Regions from separate parts of the Mus musculus genome. Here all the other regions are linked to region 1. The links are chromatin contacts, called in public Hi-C and HiChIP or PLAC-seq maps. All regions are on one chromosome and are shown on one strand. Each heading gives the region's core, a stretch centred on a gene start, on an enhancer-like site or on the middle of the called end of the contact. The rest is flanking DNA. Distances are from core to core; before and after follow the strand shown. Region 1 has its middle 32 kb from the start of Gm36260. Region 2 has its middle 51 kb from the start of B130024G19Rik. Region 3 has its middle 68 kb from the start of B130024G19Rik. Region 4 overlaps Gm44812. Region 5 has its middle 3.0 kb from the start of Gm35894. Region 6 has its middle 37 kb from the start of Gm35894. Region 7 has its middle 20 kb from the start of Gm39032.

The links. Hi-C and Micro-C count contacts between places; a contact is called where the count stands out from the background. HiChIP or PLAC-seq counts read pairs in DNA pulled down with a chosen protein or histone mark.
Region 2: a contact with region 1 is called in a Hi-C map of uterus, with 5 times the contacts expected there. The contact joins two enhancer-like sites. A contact is called at or near these places in 3 of 484 Hi-C or Micro-C datasets (all in uterus) and 4 of 115 datasets of contacts at active chromatin or transcription factors (the NIH/3T3 cell line, embryonic fibroblasts, embryonic forebrain and 1 more).
Region 3: a contact with region 1 is called in a Hi-C map of uterus, with 2.2 times the contacts expected there. The contact joins two enhancer-like sites. A contact is called at or near these places in 4 of 484 Hi-C or Micro-C datasets (all in uterus) and 1 of 115 datasets of contacts at active chromatin or transcription factors (neural tube).
Region 4: a contact with region 1 is called in an H3K4me3 HiChIP or PLAC-seq map of craniofacial prominence, with 5 times the contacts expected there. The contact joins two enhancer-like sites. A contact is called at or near these places in 4 of 484 Hi-C or Micro-C datasets (nephron progenitors and uterus), 1 of 115 datasets of contacts at active chromatin or transcription factors (craniofacial prominence) and 1 of 9 other capture datasets (embryonic stem cells).
Region 5: a Hi-C map of uterus shows a contact between it and region 1, with 5 times the contacts expected there. The contact joins two enhancer-like sites. A contact is called at or near these places in 3 of 484 Hi-C or Micro-C datasets (embryonic fibroblasts and uterus) and 2 of 115 datasets of contacts at active chromatin or transcription factors (epiblast stem cells and neural tube).
Region 6: a contact with region 1 is called in a Hi-C map of uterus, with 5 times the contacts expected there. The contact joins two enhancer-like sites. A contact is called at or near these places in 9 of 484 Hi-C or Micro-C datasets (the C2C12 cell line, the HL-1 cell line, adipose-derived mesenchymal stem cells and 4 more), 7 of 115 datasets of contacts at active chromatin or transcription factors (the NIH/3T3 cell line, craniofacial prominence, embryonic hindbrain and 4 more) and 1 of 9 other capture datasets (embryonic stem cells).
Region 7: a Hi-C map of uterus shows a contact between it and region 1, with 6 times the contacts expected there. The contact joins two enhancer-like sites. A contact is called at or near these places in 13 of 484 Hi-C or Micro-C datasets (the C2C12 cell line, cerebral cortex, cranial neural crest and 5 more) and 7 of 115 datasets of contacts at active chromatin or transcription factors (craniofacial prominence, embryonic limb bud, fetal liver and 4 more).

What each region holds. Positions count from the first base shown.
Region 1 is chr7:71,410,020-71,413,119 of GRCm38.p6, forward strand. No RefSeq gene overlaps it. Among named protein-coding and RNA genes, the nearest start is that of Gm36260, 32 kb to the left of the region's middle. Within about 2 kb of position 1,607, at least 73 of the 459 cell types and tissues checked have an H3K27ac peak or open chromatin away from gene starts, as enhancers often do. A contact at or near this core is called in craniofacial prominence, heart atrium, kidney and 2 more, where this site is marked.
Region 2 is chr7:70,414,924-70,418,023 of GRCm38.p6, forward strand. No RefSeq gene overlaps it. Among named protein-coding and RNA genes, the nearest start is that of B130024G19Rik, 51 kb to the left of the region's middle. Within about 2 kb of position 1,483, at least 24 of the 459 cell types and tissues checked have an H3K27ac peak or open chromatin away from gene starts, as enhancers often do. A contact at or near this core is called in uterus, where this site is marked.
Region 3 is chr7:70,431,986-70,435,085 of GRCm38.p6, forward strand. No RefSeq gene overlaps it. Among named protein-coding and RNA genes, the nearest start is that of B130024G19Rik, 68 kb to the left of the region's middle. Within about 2 kb of position 1,551, at least 5 of the 459 cell types and tissues checked have an H3K27ac peak or open chromatin away from gene starts, as enhancers often do. A contact at or near this core is called in uterus, where this site is marked.
Region 4 is chr7:70,513,292-70,516,391 of GRCm38.p6, forward strand. All of the region lies in intron 1 of Gm44812, which reads left to right. Among named protein-coding and RNA genes, the nearest start is that of Gm44812, 5.7 kb to the left of the region's middle. Within about 2 kb of position 1,615, at least 48 of the 459 cell types and tissues checked have an H3K27ac peak or open chromatin away from gene starts, as enhancers often do. A contact at or near this core is called in craniofacial prominence, nephron progenitors and uterus, where this site is marked.
Region 5 is chr7:70,588,857-70,591,956 of GRCm38.p6, forward strand. No RefSeq gene overlaps it. Among named protein-coding and RNA genes, the nearest start is that of Gm35894, 3.0 kb to the left of the region's middle. Within about 2 kb of position 1,570, at least 11 of the 459 cell types and tissues checked have an H3K27ac peak or open chromatin away from gene starts, as enhancers often do. A contact at or near this core is called in uterus, where this site is marked.
Region 6 is chr7:70,622,527-70,625,626 of GRCm38.p6, forward strand. No RefSeq gene overlaps it. Among named protein-coding and RNA genes, the nearest start is that of Gm35894, 37 kb to the left of the region's middle. Within about 2 kb of position 1,700, at least 103 of the 459 cell types and tissues checked have an H3K27ac peak or open chromatin away from gene starts, as enhancers often do. A contact at or near this core is called in heart atrium, nephron progenitors and uterus, where this site is marked.
Region 7 is chr7:70,821,045-70,824,144 of GRCm38.p6, forward strand. No RefSeq gene overlaps it. Among named protein-coding and RNA genes, the nearest start is that of Gm39032, 20 kb to the left of the region's middle. Within about 2 kb of position 1,402, at least 40 of the 459 cell types and tissues checked have an H3K27ac peak or open chromatin away from gene starts, as enhancers often do. A contact at or near this core is called in heart atrium, kidney and uterus, where this site is marked.

The DNA.
Region 1 (3,100 bases), core at 357-2,856:
GCGTTATCTGCAGGGCAGAAGTTGTCACAAAACTCTGAAAAACTCTGAACTCCTTTGCAAGCAGTTCACACTAAATGGGAGGCTTGGGACAGCCTGTCCCGCTCGCCAAGGACCTGCAGATGGGTCTAGGCAGAGGGCCACTTCTCAATGAGGAGTGTTAAGAAATCCGGGTCAGGTATGGGCACAATTTTGACATCTTGTTGAAATCGGTGTCTCCTTTTGCCTGCGATGCTAAGTCTCTACTCTGGGGTCTGACCCATGGCTCTGCAGTACAGTTTGTTTATCACATACAGGTCCTTAAGTTGGAGCAACTCAGGAAGCGAGGGATTGGAAAGGAATGGAAGGGCAAGGGAAAAAGGCAAAAGCAGAAAGGGGCAGGGGCAGGGGCAGGGGCAGGGGCAGACAGCCCTCTACTGCTCTACTAGGTATAAAATGTGACTCAGTTTCTTCAATCTGGTGACTAAGCACTTAATACCCATGTAAGCTTTACCTCTCATGGATTTGTGCCAGAATTCAGAATATAGCATTGTGGTATCTGCGCAAACACAACTAGAAGAGTAGCAAGAAAATCAGCCAGGTAAAGTGCTGTCTGTCCTTCAGTCTCCTGGTCCAAAAATACCCAGATTACCCCCATACTGAGACATAGATCCCTGTGATAACATCAGATCACAATGTTAGCTCTTGAGTTTGTTTCAACACTGCCTCTGTCTCTTAAGTTTGGGGATTCTATGTGCTACTATGCCTGGCCCATACTATTATGTATTTTTAATGGGATTCTTTTCACTTCCATTTCCAGGATGAACAACTGTGATAAAGTAGTGGAATACCAAAAATAAAACTTTGCCCGAAATGATTTCAGCTCTTTCAGCCTGGTCCTCTTAAAAAACAACATACAACAACAATCGACAGATTAAATACGTAAGATCACCTGAGAATCATGATTTTCCCCCCTCTGTGGTTTATTCAGAAGTCAATTTGAAAATTATGAGAATGTATAATAACAGAAAGGTTGAAGGAAAATGCTCCTAAGTTAGTTCCTGTGTTTGATTTACTTAGAAGGGACACTAACCCCCGTAGAAAGGTGGTATCAGCTACTCCCTGAATGTCAGCTGCAGGCTTGCTTTCTACAGAGTTGCCCATGAGGGACAAATGAGGGAACGAAAGCAGATAAGTTCCAGAAACAGTCTGTTGGGTTTTTGTTTGTTTGTTTGCTTGTTTCTCAAAAAAAAAAAAAAAAAAAAAAAAAAAAAAAAGAGTGACTTTCGCTTCACTTAGTGGCTTTAAGAGCCGGGTGCACAGACTAAGGTTACAAAGTAGCCTTGGCGTCCCTTACATTGTTCTTTACAGGCTCTTGACACAGGCTCTGTGACTAACAGAAAGAGGCGGATCTTGAAGCAGATTGATCTAGAAACAAGGGTCCCCGAGAGCAGTTTCACTAGCGACTTGGGAGTCTAGAATGAGCCCCCAGGCTCCTCCGCCTTCCTCATGCCAGAGCTGCGGAGCCAGGAGCCAGGCTTTCCACCTCAAGCATCAAGGGCTATTGTAACAGCAATGTGCTAAAGCGCCACAATGGAGGATTAGGATAGAGACCGGAGGACTGACCTCTACTAAAAATAAAATTTGGCTCCCCTTGGGAATTCCTTCATGGATTGTGCAACCATGTACAGAATGCTTCAGGGACCGGCATATTTTCTGCCTCCCCCAACCCCCCAACCCCCCTTCACCAACAGACTTGGTGTACTCTGCCGTCCACACTGAAGACCACAGCTGTTTTGTTTGGACAGGCTGGTCTCAAAGTTTGAGCTTGCACACAAAAGGCTTATCACCGACACCAGCCTTTCTCTGACAGCTGTTTTCTTTCCCAGCCCCAGGGCTTTGGTTAAAGGAAGAAAAAAAAGGGGGGGGGGTTGCTGAAGAGAGAAACCGGGTTATCAGTAAACTCCAGTAGATACCTGCCTTCGAGACCTGAGGGAGACTCTCACACACTTTAATGCCACGCCGAACAACTAGTTTGATAAACTATTCATTCTCTCCTTAAAAGATGGTGTGGAAGCTGAGCCCAAATTACTTCCTATTAAAAAAAAAAAAAAAAAAAAAAAAAAGGCGAGGTACATTACAAGGGCTGCTATGCACGGAAAAGCGTGCCTGTGATCATGAGTTTGTGAGGTGTATCGTATCCCAGTAGCATGAGGCTGGCTGGAGGGAATCAGCTCCAGGTATGTGCGTGCTGCATCTAGGAGAACTGATAAAATCAGGGTCCTGTCAGCTGTGTAAATTGAGAGGAAGAGCCAACTTCAGCGGCTTCCTTCGGGAAGGTTGGTTTTGTGCTGGCGAACTGCTCCCCCTGGTGGATCCGCAGCTGCCATGTTCACAGAACCGTTCTGCAGGGACCAAAGGCGGTTAGAGGCAAACCCTCTGGAGGAAAGTTAACTTCAGGGCGCCCTCATCAATTCCAGCAGAATCCCTCCTGTGTATCATTGAGACTCTCTTATCTTCCCACCTTGTCACGTCCTGTGTCTGTTCTTCTTACCAGGGTCTTGTTGATTTGACGGGCATGAAAAAAAATCTCTTTTTGGTTCTCTATTTTATTTTATTTCCCTTTAAAAGTAAATCTAGATATATACAAGAAGGAAATTACCCACAGAGGGAACATTTTATTGTGACACCACTGTTTTCCATACACCCTATCCACTGTTGGGCATCTCGTTCATTCATACCTAGGCTCCTTGTTGTACTTATATGTTCTATAAGTTATATGAATTCCTGAAGACCAACTTGTTCCCATTAGTATACATTTCAGTGCTGATGTAAATAATTGATGTTGTTGTTTTTACTAAGAATGTTTTCTGTGTGCCCTGCTATGCAAGGATAGGAGGTGATGTTAACTGGGCATGGACAATTGTCTAGATCAAGTCTCTCACTTTTGAACATTCTGTAAAGTCAAACTGCAGCCTCTTTTCGAACACTTTATAAGCCAAATAAGGAGGGATTTTAAATATTTATTTAACAAGACATATTTTAAATAACCTACATATGTAAATAGAACGTTCTTAGCCTGTACATTATTGCCAGGTCGATTCTCATGTTCTGATATATAATT
Region 2 (3,100 bases), core at 233-2,732, 1.0 Mb before region 1:
AATTCTGGTTGGTCCTTTTGTTTGTTTGCTTGTTTTAATTTAATGTCCAACAATGATCAACAGGAAATCTTTAGGCAAAGATTTTTGTCTTTCAAAACATGGACATATTGGCAATATTGAGACCCAGTCTACTAGGTCGTAGACAGAGGGAGTGCCAATAGCAAAGAGGGGTTGATGTTTTAGTTAATAAAGGGGTTTTCCATTGTTGTCATCTTAAACCATTGACCCTACTCCGCTCTGTTGTCTGAGGCTGTATTCATTTCTGCTAGCTGAGTGTGAGCTGCAGTCAGAGCTTAGGGGAGAATCCTTAGTTCTCTTACAAGGTGTCGGGGAAGGCTTAGTAGTTTCTGCCAGAGAAGAGGCATATAAGGTGAGGAGGAATTTGAAAAGTATGGAGTTTATACAGAAGGACCTTCAAACAAGAGAAAAGAGACTAAGACAGCATGGATGTGTACTAGAAGACTGAGAGGTTGACAGCTAAGGATCCCTCACAAGAACCATGTTCTACACAACATCTGTGTGCAGGACCTGGCAAAAGCGGAACCGACAGTGCAGGTGATGTAGGCGAGAAGATGCAGGTGTGAGGAATGGATGAAGAGACTGCCCACAAACCGTTACAGGAGAAAGCTGGAGGCGAATCCCAGCTAACTATGGAGCTTACAAACTCGCCATTAGGATGCGGTGCTTACAGGGGCTTAAGAGAAGTTCCCAAGGTGCAAGTTGGAGCATCACTGGGAGTCACTGCCGGGATGCTGGGAGAGCTGAGTGGTTAGAGGCAACTGCTGCACAAGAGAGCTGGTGGTTTTCCCCCAAGGTAGCCTCACTGCTTTTTTAGAGGAAGGTCTTGAAGTGGGAAATCCTGGCCTCATGGACCAGTGAGAGCCTTTTTCATGTAACCCTCTAGCCGCAGGGTTTTCTCCTCCTTCTTTTAATTCTCAGACACTTTGTGCCTGTTTGGGCCATACACCCAAACAGCTGCATGCAAGGTATTGCAACCAGTGTATTTTAAGTTCCTTAGGGGAAGGAGGAATTATGCTTTATTTACATATGTATATATATCATATATATATCACATATATATGCCATATATATATATGTTTTAAATATATATATTTGTGTGTGTGTGTGTGCGTGTATGTGTTATAAATAGCTTTGTGGAGGCCAGTGCTTTGGTAAATGAACAAATTTCAAAATTATTTTTTTACAGATCATTCCTCCTTTGGCATGTCATTTGGAAGTTAGTAACAAGTTAAATACGCTTTCTTTCAAACTATGAAAATAATGTCCTTAAACAATCTACTTGAAGCTATCTTGAAATATAAAGAAAAGGAAGACTGGGAAGTTGTTTCGAAACAGCAAAGCCTTTAAGAGTCAATGTCACATTTATTGCTATAAAATATTTTTCTCTCTCTGTTAGACATCTGGATCCCATTACATACAGCATTGGGTACTTGAGTTCACCAGCCATTTTGCATACTAAGCAGGGTGCACACAAAATCCCCACAGACATCACCAGTACACATTTGCTCCTTGTAATCCTTACTTTACATTCCCAGGCGACTCCTCTGTCACCGACTCGATGCTTACTGTTACATTTTTGAAGTTCTTACTTCCTTACTTACCTTTAGGATCAAACTCTGTACATATGAAAGATAAAGAGGCTCAAAACCAGGGGGCCTTTTGCTTTCTGTTTCGTATGGCCCAACTATCTATAATCAAGTGCCGAAGTCAAGGAAACAGCTAAATCTTAAGCCTATATTTACTAGTAACGTTGACCCAGAAATGAGAAACACAATATGGAATGTTTGCTAATGAGTCATGAATTTCCTTATAATTGCTTCCACATTCGGGATAGTTCCCTTAAACCGTGTAATCTCGACATATCCTGAAACAATCCCATGTGTTGTAAATGATTTTGTTTTATTTCTTGGGTTACTGTTAAGGGCTTATTTTCTGGTTCATTTCATTTTCTTAAAGAAAACCACACACTCATGTGCTCATACACATGCAACAAGAGGAACATACATGCTCCTGTGGGTTTTTTTTTCCTCAGACTCCACTTATAAGACACAAAAAGAATAAAAGACTTCCTCATTATTTGGTCTGGAAATCAAAATAATCACATTGGTATAGACTATATACCAGGGGTCCCAATTCAAGCCTGTGAGAACTAAAGCCAATGTTGAGCAATGTATCAGCCAACAGGCGTTTGTTCCTTTGCCAGGCTTCAGTATCCATAAGGGGAGAGACAGATACAACCAGCATTCAGTACAGCAATAATGGAAAATTAAATACGACTTTTAAAAACTGCTCACATTATAAAGTGATCTATTAGCATTATGTGACTGGAGCACTTAACGTGACTGATTCTAATTGCAATACTTGGCCCATAGCACACGTTAAAGAGCTGCAAGGGTGTAAAGGAAGGCATTTGATCTCTTTGGAGATATTTTAAAACGGGTTTTCTTTGTAATAAAGCTTCATTCCTGCTGCAGGAAAGATTGTGTGGATGGACTCTCTCAGCTCAGATGGAACCAGGGGTAATTATCGTTTCGTCTTTGATTCAGTCAATCAATAAGCCAAGTTGCAGCGGCATCTTCGCATGCATCCTCCTTTGTATCCAGAGCCCATGGATGTCATGCCAAGGATGCATAACCTTTTCCATGCACCGTAAGCTTTTCCAGGGAGCAGAGGGATTCTCTCAACGGGCTGTTTCCTTAAGACTGTCTTTGAGCCATGATGGTGGGTCTGGGAGATGAAACTACTCTGTAACATCTTGAACTGAGCCTAATATACATAGTATATCACAGCAGTGAGGATTCAGAGCACACTCACACTCTAGCTGTACCTACTAAGGAGTTTACGGGTTTCAGAAAAAGTTTGAAAATAGAGGTGTGCGTTCAGCATTGGATGTAATTTTATGTTATGATGGTTAAGTTTTGTTTTGTTTTGTTTTGTTTTGTTTTTCTTTCATCCCACTAAAGTCAGATGTTCTATTAACTGTATACCATTGGAAGCTGTAGACTTTGTGCTGAGAGCATCCCTGTTGTGTGTTCATGTTTAAGCAGGTTAAGCTATGCTGAAATGTTTCCTTGATACA
Region 3 (3,100 bases), core at 301-2,800, 980 kb before region 1:
TGCTTAAATCATCCCTGAATTGTTGGCATCTTTCCCAGAGTAGGTACTTGTTTAAAAAAGGGAAATGAAAAGAGAAAAGGAACGAAAATCATGGTGTATCTCCTCCTGTTTGTGGATCCTAGATTGTATAGAGTTGCGTAAAATCATGTGTGCATATATGACATGACAACCATGTGGGGCGGCTGAGAAAGCAGCTGAGTTGGTAACATCTTGGCTCTGACAGTTGGAGGACATGAATTCAATCCCCAGAAGGCACATCAAAAAAGCTAGTTATGGTGGCACATGCTTATATGACAGAAAGATTCTTGGACTGGCTGACCATCTAGCCTATACTACTTAAAAAAAAATGCAGGCAAGTGCTTCTGTCTTAGAAGCAAGCAAGCAAACTAACTAACTAACAACCCCCCCCCCCAAAAAAAATTCCTTAGGAAGGAAAAATTCCTGCCTGAACAATGGCACCTAAGGTTGTTCTGACACACCCCCCCCCCCCACACACACACACATGCATACATACATGTTGTACTCCATCATAGGGACATGTTCAAATAAATGCACACAAGTGTCTGCTCATGGGCATACACACATTACACAAAGAAGAATTGAAATTGTAAGGCGTAAAGGAAATTAATGGGAAGGGGAGAGAAAGGACAGGAGTATGGAGAAGAATATTCGCAAAAAGTATGCTATATACTTGAAAGTATGCTTACACCTGGTAACATGTGCAATGAACGTATGACAACTAAAAGAAAGAAAGAAAGAAAACAGGTTTTCCTAGTAAGATTACGAAATGGTAGATCACTCAGTGTGCCTAGAAACTGCATAGGAAGCAGGCTTGCCTCAGGCTGGACCTGGTGTTGAAGTTTCTACTGACAATTTGAACCTCACTGGGCTTTGGCCTGCCCTAGCTACGGTGGCCATCTTTGCCCTTGCCCTTATTGTTTCTGAATACGGTGAATGTTGGGCTTATTCCACAGACACGAGAGCAGTAGGGCTTTTACCCCATCCCTGGTTGTAAACCTTCTTCTCTTGAAATTCCTGCCAGAACCGTGCATTAATGCCAAATGTTAATTCTTGCTTAGGACATGATGTCCTATAAATGTTATGAAGGAATATCATTTTTCCTGTAGAACTGAAGGTATTTTTCAGGCCATGTTAGAGAAGGTTAGTTTCCCAAGTAACATCTGTGGGTCACCTGCTTGCCTGTAAATTGCTTCTAGGCTAACCCCCAACCCCCAATGTTATATAATCCTTAGAAGGAATTCCTGAGCAAGAGAGAATAGAACATCATTGACATCTGAAAGATGTGTAAAGATTTAAACCAAAACAAAGCTTCGCAAATAAAACGGTCCCACCCACCCCAGTTAATACTTGTCATCTTCTCTACATGGTCCTACCAGAGTGTTCAGGACTCCTACGCCCGAGGATGCGCCCTTCTGAACTAAAAATAAGAGAACAGACTCAGCTTTTGGGAGGTCTCAATGGCTTTGTTTCATCTCCTTTGTAAATATATCCCTGTTGACACCACATGTGCTTCCCAGCTTTCGAAGCGCAGGCATTTGTATGGGGAGTATCCCTGGGCCCTGAGCAGACGACAAGACATTTGAACAGTGTGAGCTGAAGTCTGCCCAGCTAGGCTGGTTTGTTATATTTCTCCCCTTTATAGTCTTTGAAATGTTTTGAATTAAAATAGCTTACTCAAGGTCACTGAAGGCATATGGTCCTGCTCAAAACTTTAAACAAAACATTAGTTTTTACAACCTTTTGTAATTTGGTATTGTATACAACATGGTCATATGCGGAGTTTCTGTAATCTTTTCAGTGGGTGATAGAAATATGAGAAGCAAATTTATAAGCCATTTAGCGAAGCATTTAATCAATTTCATGCATAGGAAACAACTCTGATGCCTTGGCTTTATCAATCTTTCTCTCCAGCAGAACCACTAACCCACTCGGTCTCCAAACACAGCCTGGGTGGGGGAAGGGTGGAGACCAAGGAGGAACCTTTTCCTGTGGCAGAATGGAAATGTCAGGGCTTCTGAAGCCGGCCTGACGCACTTAGCAGCGTCTCAAAACCTTCTGGAGGCTGTTAACGTATTTTAGACAAGGAGCTGGGATCTGGTGTTCGGAGGAAGTTTTCAAGGCCTTTTACTGCAAAGTTATTCATTAAACACCCTTTACCAGAGTGACTCTCACGTGCTCAGCCATACAGATTGGACTCAGCTTTGGGCTCCAAGAAATATTTTTAACAAATCCATTGCTTTCAAATGCATGGAAAAGAAGAAACAAAACAAAACTATTTACATTACAAGGTAACTTGTAAATCCCGGAATCAGAACAATTGTTTCAGAGTGACTGAAAGCCATGTACTTGCTAGGGTTGCCCTAGAACTTTGTAGAACTTTCTGTCTTCTATGGTTTGTGTTCTGGAGGTGCCCCTGACTTGGTTAAAGAATGAATCCTGCTCTCGGGCAACGTGATGTGTTAGTATTTTCCTTGCTGCTGTGTTAGAATCTCCCTTATGATGCTTTACTGCAAACCATCATGTTCTTCAGTGAAGATGTCTTGAGGGAGCAGAAGGTGATTTGCTGATAATCATTATCTTCTAAACTCTATTAAAATTGCATTAGGTCCATCTTGTCCTCTGAAATTGGAGCTAGTACAAAGGTATACCATTTTCCTCCCTCCCTCCTTCCCTCCCTCTCTTCCTCCCTCCATTCCTTGCTTCCTTCTTGAGAACGAGTCTTGACCTAACCCTGACTGTCCTATGATTCTCTGTGCAAACCAGGATGGTTTCAAACTCTGCCTCCCAAGTGCTGGGATTAAAGGTGTTCACTTCCATGGCTAGCTATCATTTGTAATCTAGAAAATGATTTTCTGCTACTAATTCTGGAACCTCAAAAATAATTCTAAGATCTTAGAAGTAAAGAGATAATAATCAAAATTTTAGAACCAGGAGATTTAAAATTCTCAAATAAAATCTGCAGGCTAAACCATTTGCCTTACCTTCATTAACCTCATTAGCATGAAGGTGATAGAAGATAGAGCTGGGGTCTTTGGCATTACTTTCAATTCAAGTTGCCTTTCCACTTCGGGAATCTGAC
Region 4 (3,100 bases), core at 365-2,864, 900 kb before region 1:
GATGCGTGCTCTCAGAGAACATTAGGGAATATCAGTTAGTCAAGCCAAGCCTATATGTAAAATCATGTTTATGTTTTCATATAGGAATCTCAAACAATGTCAGTCTCAGACTTTCTATATACAAAAGCCCTAGCCAGTGAGAAAATGAAGTCCTCTAGTATTGACATAGATGTTTAAATGCCTAGATAGCCACATGAGCAGATGATTCCAGAAAGAGCTTTAAGGAGCCTGAAGCAACGTGGAGGGAGAAATCAGCTGCTGGTGGATGAGTGTTTGTCACATGGGATATATGGAAGTGGTGGCATAGGGCAAGACACAAGCAAAGCAGAAAGCAAAATGACAACGTGCAAGGAAAACCAAGAGTTAGCAAGGAGGGACATGGGTAAGAGCAGTGTGTAGGAAGTTAAGGTGGAGAAAGAAACCATGCAAAGCACTCCAGGAAGGGGTGTCCACCTTCCAGCTTATCACTTCATACACTTCAAGGTCCCAGGGGCTTTTTGAAGTGTCAAAGCATATGTGTGGTCTCTTTACCATTTTCTAGTTTGACTAAAAGATGGGTGTTTCCAGGTTGTAGAGAAACAATGACATTTTGAGTACAGAGGACAGTTTCCTAACTGACTGTCTAAATTTTCAATTTAGTATGTACTGCCCTGAATACAAGTGTACTCTCTCCATATAAAAAGGCTTTTCAGAATGTAATATAAAGTTACATACCGGTATGGACTTAAATGCTCAACTGATGCAAATTTTTATGCAAAATATTATATCTATAAATTTGGAAACTTATTTTACTTTCTCATGTAAGACACAAATACTAATAACTATTGATTCATTAAAAAAAACTGAAAATCCTCTTTATTTTGGAAGAGAATCAACAGCTTTATTGTACAAACAAGTTGAAGGCATAAACATACTGGTGTGCAAGTTCTAAGGCCACTCTTGTTCTTTGGAGCTTTCACTTTAGGGTCACAGTAAGACCTAGAAGAGATGGTAATTAGGTCTGTTTTCCTTTCCTAAGTCCTGTCTATTTTATTCACCCTTTTTAAAACACCCTTCAGAAGATAGATATATCATGAAAGTTAAAAGAAAAGAAAAAAAGACTAGGAACAACGAGAGCTTTCTTTTATAACCTAGTAGTCATGGGTAGCATAACTACCCATCCTTAGCAAGCGAAAAATGAAGCCATTGTTTGATAAGATGTACAACAAGGTATGTTAATATTCCACTTTGTCAAGGCATAAGTAGAGAAGAGCCAGGGAGGGGCATAGCTGTTTTCCCACAGTAGAAAAAAGATGGCTTCAACATTGCAGCTCAAGTATTTGCTTAGAGTGCGGAGGATCTAGACTTTCTGGTATTTGCAGTGAAATAACAACAGCGAGGCAACCTGTCTTTTCGGAAAGGAATGCTTGCTTAAATTGGCTCCACTCGGCCTTAGCAACCTCAACTCCCAGGCCACATTTTTCCCTCTCTAAGAAGCAAGTGGAAACTTGAAAAGTATGTACCACATCTCGAAGAGGGAGCAGTGAACTTTGCCCAGGTCTGCAGCCAGCTCTGAAATCTGAAACTTCAGACACTGCACCACCGGGTTTCCCTCCCCCTCCCTCCTTTCTAATCCTGCACATTTCTTGCCTTTGCAAACTCCCTTGGCCAGAAAGCCTAGGAGTGTCCCTGCTAAGAGAAAAACCTGTTCTTTAAGTCTTTCTGGTGTCATTAGAGAGGAAGTACTAAACAGAAAACAAAACATTAGACCCGACTTTATGCCTGGAGTGACAAAGTTCAGACCGTAGGCATTATGCACAAGGATTTATTTCTCATTCACTTTCAAAGCTAATCAACAACATCTTCAAGATTCCCCCATGTTGAAATGATCACAGGGTGGAAAGAGTTCCCTCAGTTTATTGGGGAGGGAGAGAAATTATGAAAAGCCCCGTGTTTGGGGTGCTCTCTGTATGAAAGGCTCACAATTGTTAAGTGACTTGGTAACGTGAGCTGTGTTAGCCGCTAAGATTCTTTGGCATAATTGAAGATTAATTTGATTCCTCAGATTGTTGAGGGTGGCTGACAGTGGGGGGCTGGGCTGGGTGGAAATACATTATTCGCATCACAAAGAAGTAGGTGTACCCTAAGTGGCTGCCTTATGACTGCTCATAAATGTTTGCCCTCCTAAGTAGTCACGGGGCTCTCTGTGGCAGAGATTGGATCCTGCTGCTTGGGAGGAGGGCGCCCTGCCAGCATGGATAAGGCAGGTGAACCCCAGAGCAACTTCAAATATTTTGTAAAGAAAGTAATATGTAGTAATGGCTACTCCAGAATCCATTAACTTGGAACAAGCCGACTCAAGGGCTCTGGCTTTCTCAAGTGTCTAATGTAAACAATATGAACGTCAATAGTGGGGGACATTCCAAGATAGTATTAACACGATTGATTTATTGATGGTTACACAATGGGAGGTTATCTTTCGTTAATTGACTCTGTAAATAAGCTTGCAGGCAGCGGTGCATGGGAGTGGAGGGAGGGGAGTAACCTGAAAAAGCCAGGCACCTGGATTGTAATTTTTCAACTCCCAGACTATTTTGGTAAATCCCAGGGCACTTCCTCTTGCAGTTTCAAACTCAGTTTAGCAGTGTTAATTCCACTCAAAGTTTCATACATGTCCTTCACTGGAGGGACACCTGCAGAGTGATGTGTCACTGTGGATACACTAAAATATGTCCAGTTAAAGTTCTGCTTCAGGAAGACATAAAGTCTAACGATTGTAGGGGTGGGAGACAGCAGGAGTGTGTGTGTGTGTGTGTGTGTGTGTGTGTGTGTGTGTGTGACAGAAATGTCTGAGAGACAGAGAGACTGAGAGACAGAGAGACACAGAGAGGCAGAGAGACAGAAACACACATAGAGACACACAAGGACAGGATGGAGAAACAGAATCCACCCATTTGAGTTATTCACAAATCCAGAAACAGGGAGCGAGTGGCAACTTTAGTTGAGGGAGTCTTGGAACCTCTGAGCAGTACACAATGACCTACGAACTCAACTCCTTTGCTGCTGACGCTATTTCTGCAGCCCCTTTCTGTAAAGGTGATTGCAATTTGGTAGGTCTTAC
Region 5 (3,100 bases), core at 320-2,819, 820 kb before region 1:
TGCGAGTGGTGGCTCGTGTCTTTGATTACAGTGCTCAGGAGGCAGAGTCAGTAAGATCTCCAGTGAGTTCAAGGCTACCCTGGTCTCCATAGTGAGATCCTGCCTAGAAAGATGCTGTACAATTAATAAGTAAGCAAGTCAGTAAGTAAATGAGAGACAAATAGTAGGTCAACCTTTCTCTACTGAGGTTTGCTGGATGTAGAAGGAACTTTCGGAAACATTCAAGTGACTGTTTAGCAGGTTGCACTGTCACACTGACTGAAGGAAGCTCCTTGGGTATATATGACAAAAACTTTCTCCTAAAGTCAACAGGCCCAAGGAAATTAGCCCTTCATCTCCATCTTTCATGACAGGGCTGGGTGGACAAGGCTGTGGCTTCTCCACAATTTCAAAACAGACAAGTGAGTACTTTGGAACAATGGATGCAGACCAGGGAGGCGTACTGTACTGTGGCACAGTCCAGGAGTAGAAGGATCTATTTCTGAGTGTTTCCTGTTTAATCCCAGACACTAAACTTCTCTTTAGTGTTTCTGTCTTCTTTTCCTTCTCCTTCCTTGTCCTCCCCCTCCTCTTTCCCTTCTGCTTCCCCCTTCTGTTTTTCTTATTATTATTCCCCGTTCTTTCTTCTCTCCTTTTTCTTTCTTCTCTTTCTCATCTTCCACACCCCCTTTCATCTTTACTTTCAGAACTAGATCTGCGAATGATTTGAAGACCAGACAAGAGATGTACTGCATGCTTGCATGGCAGTAAGGATGTCATCTGCTGACGCTCTGGTCCATGGTGTCCTGCTACCTTATTGACTTCCTCACTCTGTGAGGTGTGGTGTCAATGTAGGACTCCTCTGTTTCCTACCTCATCTCCTTCACATTTTTTTTAAAACCACATCCAATGAGATTGGGGGAAATTACAAAAGATTTGTGCTTGTCCAAATTCAGGCAAGAAAATTAACAAGCCAGTATGACATCTCTATTACCAGTGGAAGCCAAATGTTTGAGCTCTGATACTCAGGCAAGGCCATAAATATCTTTTAAACGATTGTGGGAAGAAACTGTGGCTAGACAATGCATCTAAAACAAAAATAATTAAAATTCTTTCTTTGTGATACAATTCATGTAAAACCCGAGTTTATTTTGTTCCTAGAGAAAGCATGGGGAACTGAAAGCGTTGGTCAGACAGTGATGCGTGAGAGCACTGGACAAGCAACTTTCTTTAAAAGAGTTTCATGGACAGTATTCATCTCCATCAGAGAAAGCGCCCTTCTGTGTTTATGCTTCTGCTTCTCAGGCCCAGATGGGTATGAGGAAGTGGGACTCAGCTCTGGACCTGCTGTGCAAGGGAGATTCCTTTAAAAAACAACTGGATTTTTGCATTTGGCTCATAGGAAACCTAATTACACTCTACTCTCTGGTAAATTCTCTTCAGTCTTCCAAACATGGGGTGGGGTGGGGGGAACAGTGGCAGAAACTGAAAGACCAAGAAAGAGAAAAGAGTGTCCCTAAGACCTAATGAGTCCAAACTAAACACCTCTCCACAGAAATGTCAAACATTTCTCTTAGCACAAAACAAGGCTTAAAGAATTCACTGCTTTTGTCTCTGGCCTAATTCCTTAAGCAGAGAGGGGATTTTCCTCTGGGAGTGTTATTTCACAAAGAAAGAAACAGCAAATAAACAAAAGACTCTCAAAGAGAGAGAGAGTATAAATAAAATTCATGACTCCTTAAAGAGTTTACCCTGAAAGAATGTGGAGGGTTATTGCCACTAAAGCGGAGCCTCTAGGATAGTTAGTGTGTGCGGGGATGTATAGATATCAAAAGAGCCAGCCTTTATTTCATGTGCCTCAGAAGAACTGTGCACCTGCAAACTTTCAATGTGCAAAAGAATCACCAAAATTCATTGTCCTGACTTTTTTTGTTAATTGAAGTTTTCTTGGATCTGGATTTTAAGACATGCGTTCAGCATATAACGTTTTTATTATTATTAAAAGCTGCGGGTGATGTGTGTTATCATTTGGTTAAAACGAATGACCCTGAAAGAGGTCTTAGAAAAAGTTTCTCTCTCTCTCTCTCTCTCTCTCTCTCTCTCTCTCTCTCTCTCTCTTTCTCTCTCTCTCTCCTGTGTGTGTGTGTAATGGGGGGGGGGGTGTAATTTTCTGCATTAAACAGGCATTTAAAAAAATGATTGTTTTCTCTGGCCAAAAAAAAAGGGGGGGGGGTTGTTGAACAAAAGAAAAGTTATAATCTACCAGGAAAAGAAGTTTGAGTTAAAAGAAAAGGCGGCGCCTGTACAAGGCAAGAACTATCTAGTTCCCTGGTAAAAGTTATCCAATACAACATTGTAGTTCATAGAAATCAGGTTGGAGGAAGGGTCCCGTGTATCTGGAACAAAGGCATACATGCAGCAGGCAGGCAGAAATAAATTGTTATTAAGATAAAGGTGGAGGAAGCCACCTGATTATAAATTATAGACCAACTATTCACATTTTCAAGCGAGTGTGTGTTTATTAGACATTGGGCTCTACTTTGAGTGTGACTTAAAACAGCACTGATAATGTTAAAAGCCCCAGAACAGGGGGGATCTAGACAAGTGGAGTTTAAAGGCGAAGTTGGGGTAAAAAAACGTGGTCTTCCAGCAGGCTTAAACTCTGTGTCTGGGAGATGGGTGAGGATTTCAGCACTTGCAGAGTTTAGATTGAGACTTATCCTGACGGCCCCGTCTCAGTGAAATATCTGAAACATTTGGCCCCACGAGATTAAAAGAACAGCGCTTATATTTAGCATCTGCTGCGCCCAACTCCAACTTTGCTACTAATAAAATTCAGCTCTATGGAAAAGAATTTGAATTCCAGCTGGGCAGTTTTCAAAATAAGATGAAAAGTTAAGCAGGCAATTGGTGTGTATTTAAGGCTCAAAACACCTTTCCCCCTAAGAAGACTTGAAGGAGTTAATCCCTTCTCAAGATAATCCACTAAAGAGCATCCTTCATTATGATGTTAAAAGCAAGGATCAGTGCCGGGGAGTGGGACAATGGGGCAGGGGCTTTTCAGTCCCCACCGCATTCTTCCCAGGTTAGAAACAGAAACTGCTATGACTCTAGCTAAAGA
Region 6 (3,100 bases), core at 450-2,949, 790 kb before region 1:
GTTTAGTATATATCTAGAATCTGGACGTATAGATGTGAGGATGCTTGCTTTCTTCTTATTTATTCTGTGTGGGTGTGTCCATGTGTATGCTCCTACACACATGGAGGCATGCAAGTGCCATGGTCTGCATGTGGCCATGGGAGTCAGTTCTCCCCTTCTATTATGTGGGTACTGGGGATTGAACTTACTTTGTCAGGCTTAACAGTAGGCACCTCGCCCTCTGAGCCATCTCAGTGGCCCTCCTAAATAAGAGGGTGGGTAGCATTCTAAGGGCTACTGGGGGCAGGCAATCTGTGTCTTTGGCTCCTTTCAGGCTTAACTGTTTGTAAATTTCCGCCTTTTACAAGGATATCAGTCATTTAGGATTAGAGCTCACTGTAATGAACTCACTTTAACTTTATTATCTCTAAATGGAACCTAGCCAAGTGGTATTCTGAGGGACTGGAGGCTCTGCACTCTCAGCTAGGAATTTTGTGGAGACAAGAGTCAACTCATTAGCAACTGCTAATTTAAAATCTCCCATAAAGAGTTAACAATCTAGGGCTACAGAGATGACTTAGTCAGTAAGCGGTTCAGTTCAATCTGACTTCTATCCCCAGAACCTCTGAGTAAAAGCAAGACATGGAGTGTATGTAACCGTAATCCTCCAGTGCTAGAGAGGTGGAGATGGTTGGATGCCTGAGGGTTCTTGGACTCATGCACAATGGTTGGACTCACGAATAATTGTGAGCTCCAAGCCATTGAGAAAACCTTTCTCAAAACTGGAGACTGACCTCCACAGTTATGCACCCACACACATAGGAAAACTTGAATACACACACAAGCACACACACACACACACACACACACACACACACACCAAGACAATAATCCAATTACATTGTAAAGAAGGAGTCATTTTAGAATGTTTTGTGTAAAGATATTTGTGGAGATGTTACAGTTTGGAAATATGGATCACAGACCTTATGGTGCCCTAGACAGTGTATTAGAATAGTTTGTCTCAGCCCAGGGGTAGTGAAGCATGCCTTTAAGTCCAGAACTCCAAAAGCAGAAGCAATAGGACCTCTGTGATTTTGAGACCAGCTTGGTCTGCAAAGCTAGTTCAGGAGTAGGCTTTGTTCCATAGAAGAATTCTGTCTTGAAAGAAAAAAATAAGAAGAAAAAAAAGGAAAGAAAGAAAGAAAGAAAGAAAAGAAGAGAAAAAGGAAAAGAAAAAGAAAAAGAAAAAGAAGAAAAGAAAATGAAAATGAAAAAGAAGCAGAAAGAGAAAGAGAAAAAGAAAAAAGAAAAGAAAAAGAAAGAGAAATACCCTGCCTTGTTAGTCTCATAATAATATCAAAGACCTTTTTAGACCTTCTTAAGGAAATCACCTGGACTCCAAGTAAGCTCATTTTTCTTTTGAACAGCTCACCCTACTTGGCTAACCTTTTACCTCCCTGACCCCCTCAGTATCTCCTGGAGTAAATCAGGGGCATACTTCAGGTGACAAAAATTAGGTGAAAAGAAGCAAAAATATTTACACTTTCTAAAAGCAGAAATCAATTTGTCCGAGGCCTGGCCTTGATTGGAGGTATGTCTGCTTCACTGGTTAGAGCACGAAAGGGATTATGGGATTCTGCGTTTGTTGATCTTCACGTGGGTTGTATTCAGGAATTAAGCAGGCTGGAGGTGGGTCTTAGAAAGCCCAGGGATCACCCAGGCTGGGAGCTGAGCCAGGTGAGGGCTTGGCAGGTTCCCCAGTGTAAGAAGAAGCTAGAGAGCTGCTGTCTGCCTGCTTCAAGTAGGAAATTTAAATATCTGTTTGTCTGCCTGGAACGAATAACAGATAGGGAGCTGGCTTCCAGCTCATACACTGCCACTAACCTTTCCAAGTCACTTTAGGCACCTTTCTTTAATCTTCTCGCCTGCGGTTTTGGCTGCAGACTCAAGGGTATTCACCAGGGTGCAGGGCAAAGTCCCCTACAACAATAAAATCTTTGGAGGGCGATTGTTCCAAATATTAAACGTGACTTCCCTGTGGTTAACGACCCTAGGACAGCTGTGGTTCTTTGCTGAGGCCCCGAGATGTTAACTATCTCTGTTCGTCGGGTTGGGGGGCAGGGAAGTGTCCTTGCTACTAAACCAGGAGGAGGAGAGTTCTCCAAGATGCCTACGGCTGACCTTCTGACCCGGCTAGGCAGCTGCTCTCCCCGCCCCCACCCTGCCCTTCCAGTCTCCACTGCTGGAATTTTCATCAGCTTTGCAGTAGACTGCCTGAACAGCCAGGGCTTTTGGACTATGAACTCGCAAGTTGGGGAGCAAATGCCAGGGCACCCAGGGCTTGCCTCTTCTGGGCACTTTTCACTGACTCTTCAGTCAAGGAGTGAGAGAGAAGTGGAGGTCTGGGCTGTTTAACAGTGGCGTCTTTATCTGCTTCACCCACCGCTGACCAGGGCAGCTCTAGAGTTATCAGAGTGTCATTAACAGGGACAGCTGCTGGTAAACAGAAGGATGTGGACACCGGCTCTCCAGTCAACAGGAATTTAACTCTAATCTGCTCCTTACTTAAAGAAACACCGCTCTCCTCTCTGTGCAGGGCCAGCGTGTGTTTATCTCCTTTAACTTTCAGATAGAAGACTGGCATGGGCTCAGGAAACCCCCGCCGGCTACAAAATTAATAAGGTGTTAGGGACATGCACCTTAGGTCGATTGGAGGAGACGCTTGCCCCAGAGAAGGGTGCGGGGGGGGGGGGGGGAGGAGATCTCACCCAGGAGTTGTCTGCCTAGCTGGAAACCGATCCTACATATTTATAAAGGTAAACTTGGCTCGCGGCCAAACGCCTGCATTTAAGTGATTAACAAATGCGTCTCTTTAAGCGGACACCTCTTGTTCTAAATATATTTGACAAGAATGCGAAGAGTCATCTGGTGGGCAGAGAGGGAGCAGCTCCGGCCTTCTCTGGCTAGGCTGGCAAGCCCGCCCGGGCCGTGCTCCTGCACGCTCAGTGCCAGCCGAGTTCACGTCGCTGGTGGGCAGGCTGCCAGAGCCAGCGGCTCCCCACTGTTTAACGACAACGGATTTACGGCTTCCCTCCATATTGGTGTTATTTTGTATAAACAA
Region 7 (3,100 bases), core at 152-2,651, 590 kb before region 1:
GTCATAGATTGCCCTGTGCTAGATGAAACACTACAGATAGAGTCGAAGGGAAGTGTGAATCTTGTTTTAACATTGAGATCATTTGAAAGACAATGTGAATAATTTAGGCTTGAATTATCTGGTTGGACCCTAGTGCCAATTAAATTAACCGAATAAATTATCCTAGGCTGATAATTTGCAGTGAACAAAGAGACACAGAGAGTTAAGATAAGTACCTGAAGGATTCATTTACAAACTCAGTTAATAATGTTTTCAGTCCTAATTACTCAGTTTGGCTATCTGAGTTGATCTATTTGCTGTGTAATTATATAATTGCTTAATTCTCCAGTCCTGGTTATGGGGAGGATTAAATGAAATAGTATATTGAAGAAATTTAGTAGTGCTTGCTTCGCGTGCAGGCTGGAGCCATCACATCCCATCACTGGCAGGTCAGGTCAGTTGCTTTGGTGATAAAAGCCTGCATCACAGCATCACACAACTTTGTACCGTTTGCCTCCATGCAAGTTACATCCCGAGTTCAAATGATTGGGTCAATGAGAACAGCAGCACCAACTCTTTATAGACACTTGTGTGGGCCAATCTCATCCTCACACCGATCCCTTAAAGATTAGATGGGTAATTCCATAGAAAAGATGCAGAGATTTGGTGGCGTTAACTAGCACACCTGAAGTTGACAGTCCAAGTATTTCTTTTTACTCTTTACAATATGCTGAGCAGCCTTCAGACACAGTGCCCACAGGACAGGGAATATTTTCAACCCAGCAAAAATACATGTGACCATGAGCGGAGATAAATACTGGGCTAAATCTTATTGAATGGCTGGCTTACTTTGTATTTCAGAGACAGCAATGATGCTGTTGCCCCCTGAATATTTCACATTGGCTTAAGTTATTTAACTATTGGGTGAGCAAGTGAGAGCCAGCCCTGTCTACGGAAAGGTGTGCTAGGCTTAGACAAATTAGCTATGCTATACCCTGTGGAGGTCCACTCTCGTCTACAGTCTGTTTGGAGAGGATCCTCAGGTTCCTGGGTGACCATAGGGATGGACAGCAGAAGCCCTATAGAGAATGGAAGAGGAGGGGAAGGCAAGCCAATAAATGGCTTTAGTGTCCTTATCCCACAATAGACTACTAATAGACGGTTCTTTGGTCTAAGTCAGAAAAGTGGGTTTAATTTTCTACGGTCATTCTTGTTCTCTCTGTGCCCTTGATCAAATCCATCATCTCTTACAATCTTGGCTTCATCATCTGCAAAATCAAATCAGCCTGGCCTACCAGGCTTGTTGGAGGGATTGAAGACTGGGGTCTATGCGTAAGTTCTTTGAAACACAAAGTAGAAAAAGCACTGTACAAACGTGAGGATTAGTAGCAGCCGGCCTGTTCCATTTCTGTTGCCAGGCAAATCCTTGGCCACTTGCCCTGACCGCAACATCCCCATGACAGGCATGGAGCATGGCAGAAACCGGAAACAGGCCACTTTCACATTATTTTGAAATTTGTTATGAAATTTTGCCAAAACTTTATAAATACCAGCGAGGGCAACAGGGTGTTGTAGCACATTCTTTCTGCCTCATGAACCATTGTTTTTTGTTCTGGACTCGTAAGTTAAAATGCGCTCAGCTGCAGTTGCCTAGCTGGGTCATCCTGTGAAATGCCTGATATTCAATGCTTGACTCTAGCCAATTATCTTTAGTTCCCCTCTTTTATTAGTGTTAAATCTGAATTACAAGGGGGAAGGGTGGGAGTTGAGTGTGGACAGCGCACTAAACCTTTATGGCAGCGAATTCAGTTGCTCCGTTTTATTATTTTTCTCCCTTTGGCTTCAGTCCTTCGTTGATTTTTTTGACTTCTCCGGAACTCATTCTTCCTTCCCTTCTACCTTCAATATGTTTTCTCAAGCTGAAGACAAACTTTTCTGGTTGGGAAATTTGAAAGGAAAACAGGAGAGAAGGAGGAGAAGGAGGAGGAGGAGGAGGAGGAGGAGGAGGAGGAGGAGGAGGAGGAGGAGGAGGAGGAGGAGGAGGAGGAGGAGGAGAGTTCACAACAACCTTAAACTCGTAGTTAACAAAATAAACTGCAGATAAAACCCCTGAAGGTCTTGGCAGCGAACGTTTCCCACTAAAATGAAACCCCGTGCACTCGTAGTCTGAAACAAATTACGAAGGAGGGGGGGAAAATCAACAGCTCCGGGGTGAAACCGGGGTCGCTGCTGCTTCATCATTTTTAACCAAAAATAAAACAAGCAAATTTTGTTTAACTGCAGGTCAAAATAAAAAAAAATTAAAAAGTCCCTCATCTGTTCGGTGTAATTACTAACAGAGTGCAGCCTTTGCCAGCTGCAGGGTTCACGGATAAATGGAGGGAACTATAATTTTCTCTCCCTGGGGTTAAACCTGCAAACTTGACGTCTGTGCCTATAGCATGCTTTCAATATTCCATAGGAAACCGAGTCAGGACGTTTTGATAGAAGTTTTCTATTTTTTTTTTTGAATGAAATAATTGTTTTGCTTATGAAAAGTTAAATCTCTGGGAAGAAAAGGGCTTCTAGAAATTTGTTCCTCTGATGTCCTCAATCAAGACACTGTCCATACTGTATCATTAACTCTCTTGATCTGTATAATTTTGTCACCGAAGATGGGCAAACTTGGTTACCCTTTGGATGTATGGCACACAGGTCACTTTGTTTCCTAGTACTCTTGTCACAATGTGGCCAGAAAAAGGCTTCTTCCTCCCTAGTCAGGTCCTGTCCTTTGTATTGAAGCCCACATGTTTATTAAGGAAAATGTAAGGCATTTGCACAGGATCCATTTATACTTAACTCATTGACCTCTGTTTTACTTTTTTTCTTTCTTTAAAAAACAAAACAAAACAAAACAAAAAACAAAACAAAACAAAACAAAAAACAAAACAAAACAAAACAAAAAACATGTTCAATGTCCAAATTATTCAGTACAGTTTTTGGATAATCTTTAAGCCTTTACTTTATCTTCATAAAGATGTTAAATTTGACTTGAAAGGAAACAGAATTTGAACCGGAAAGCTTTAGTTTGAATTTGAAATTTAACTTATGGAGCTCACGTGGAAGTCTCCGAGAGAAAGAG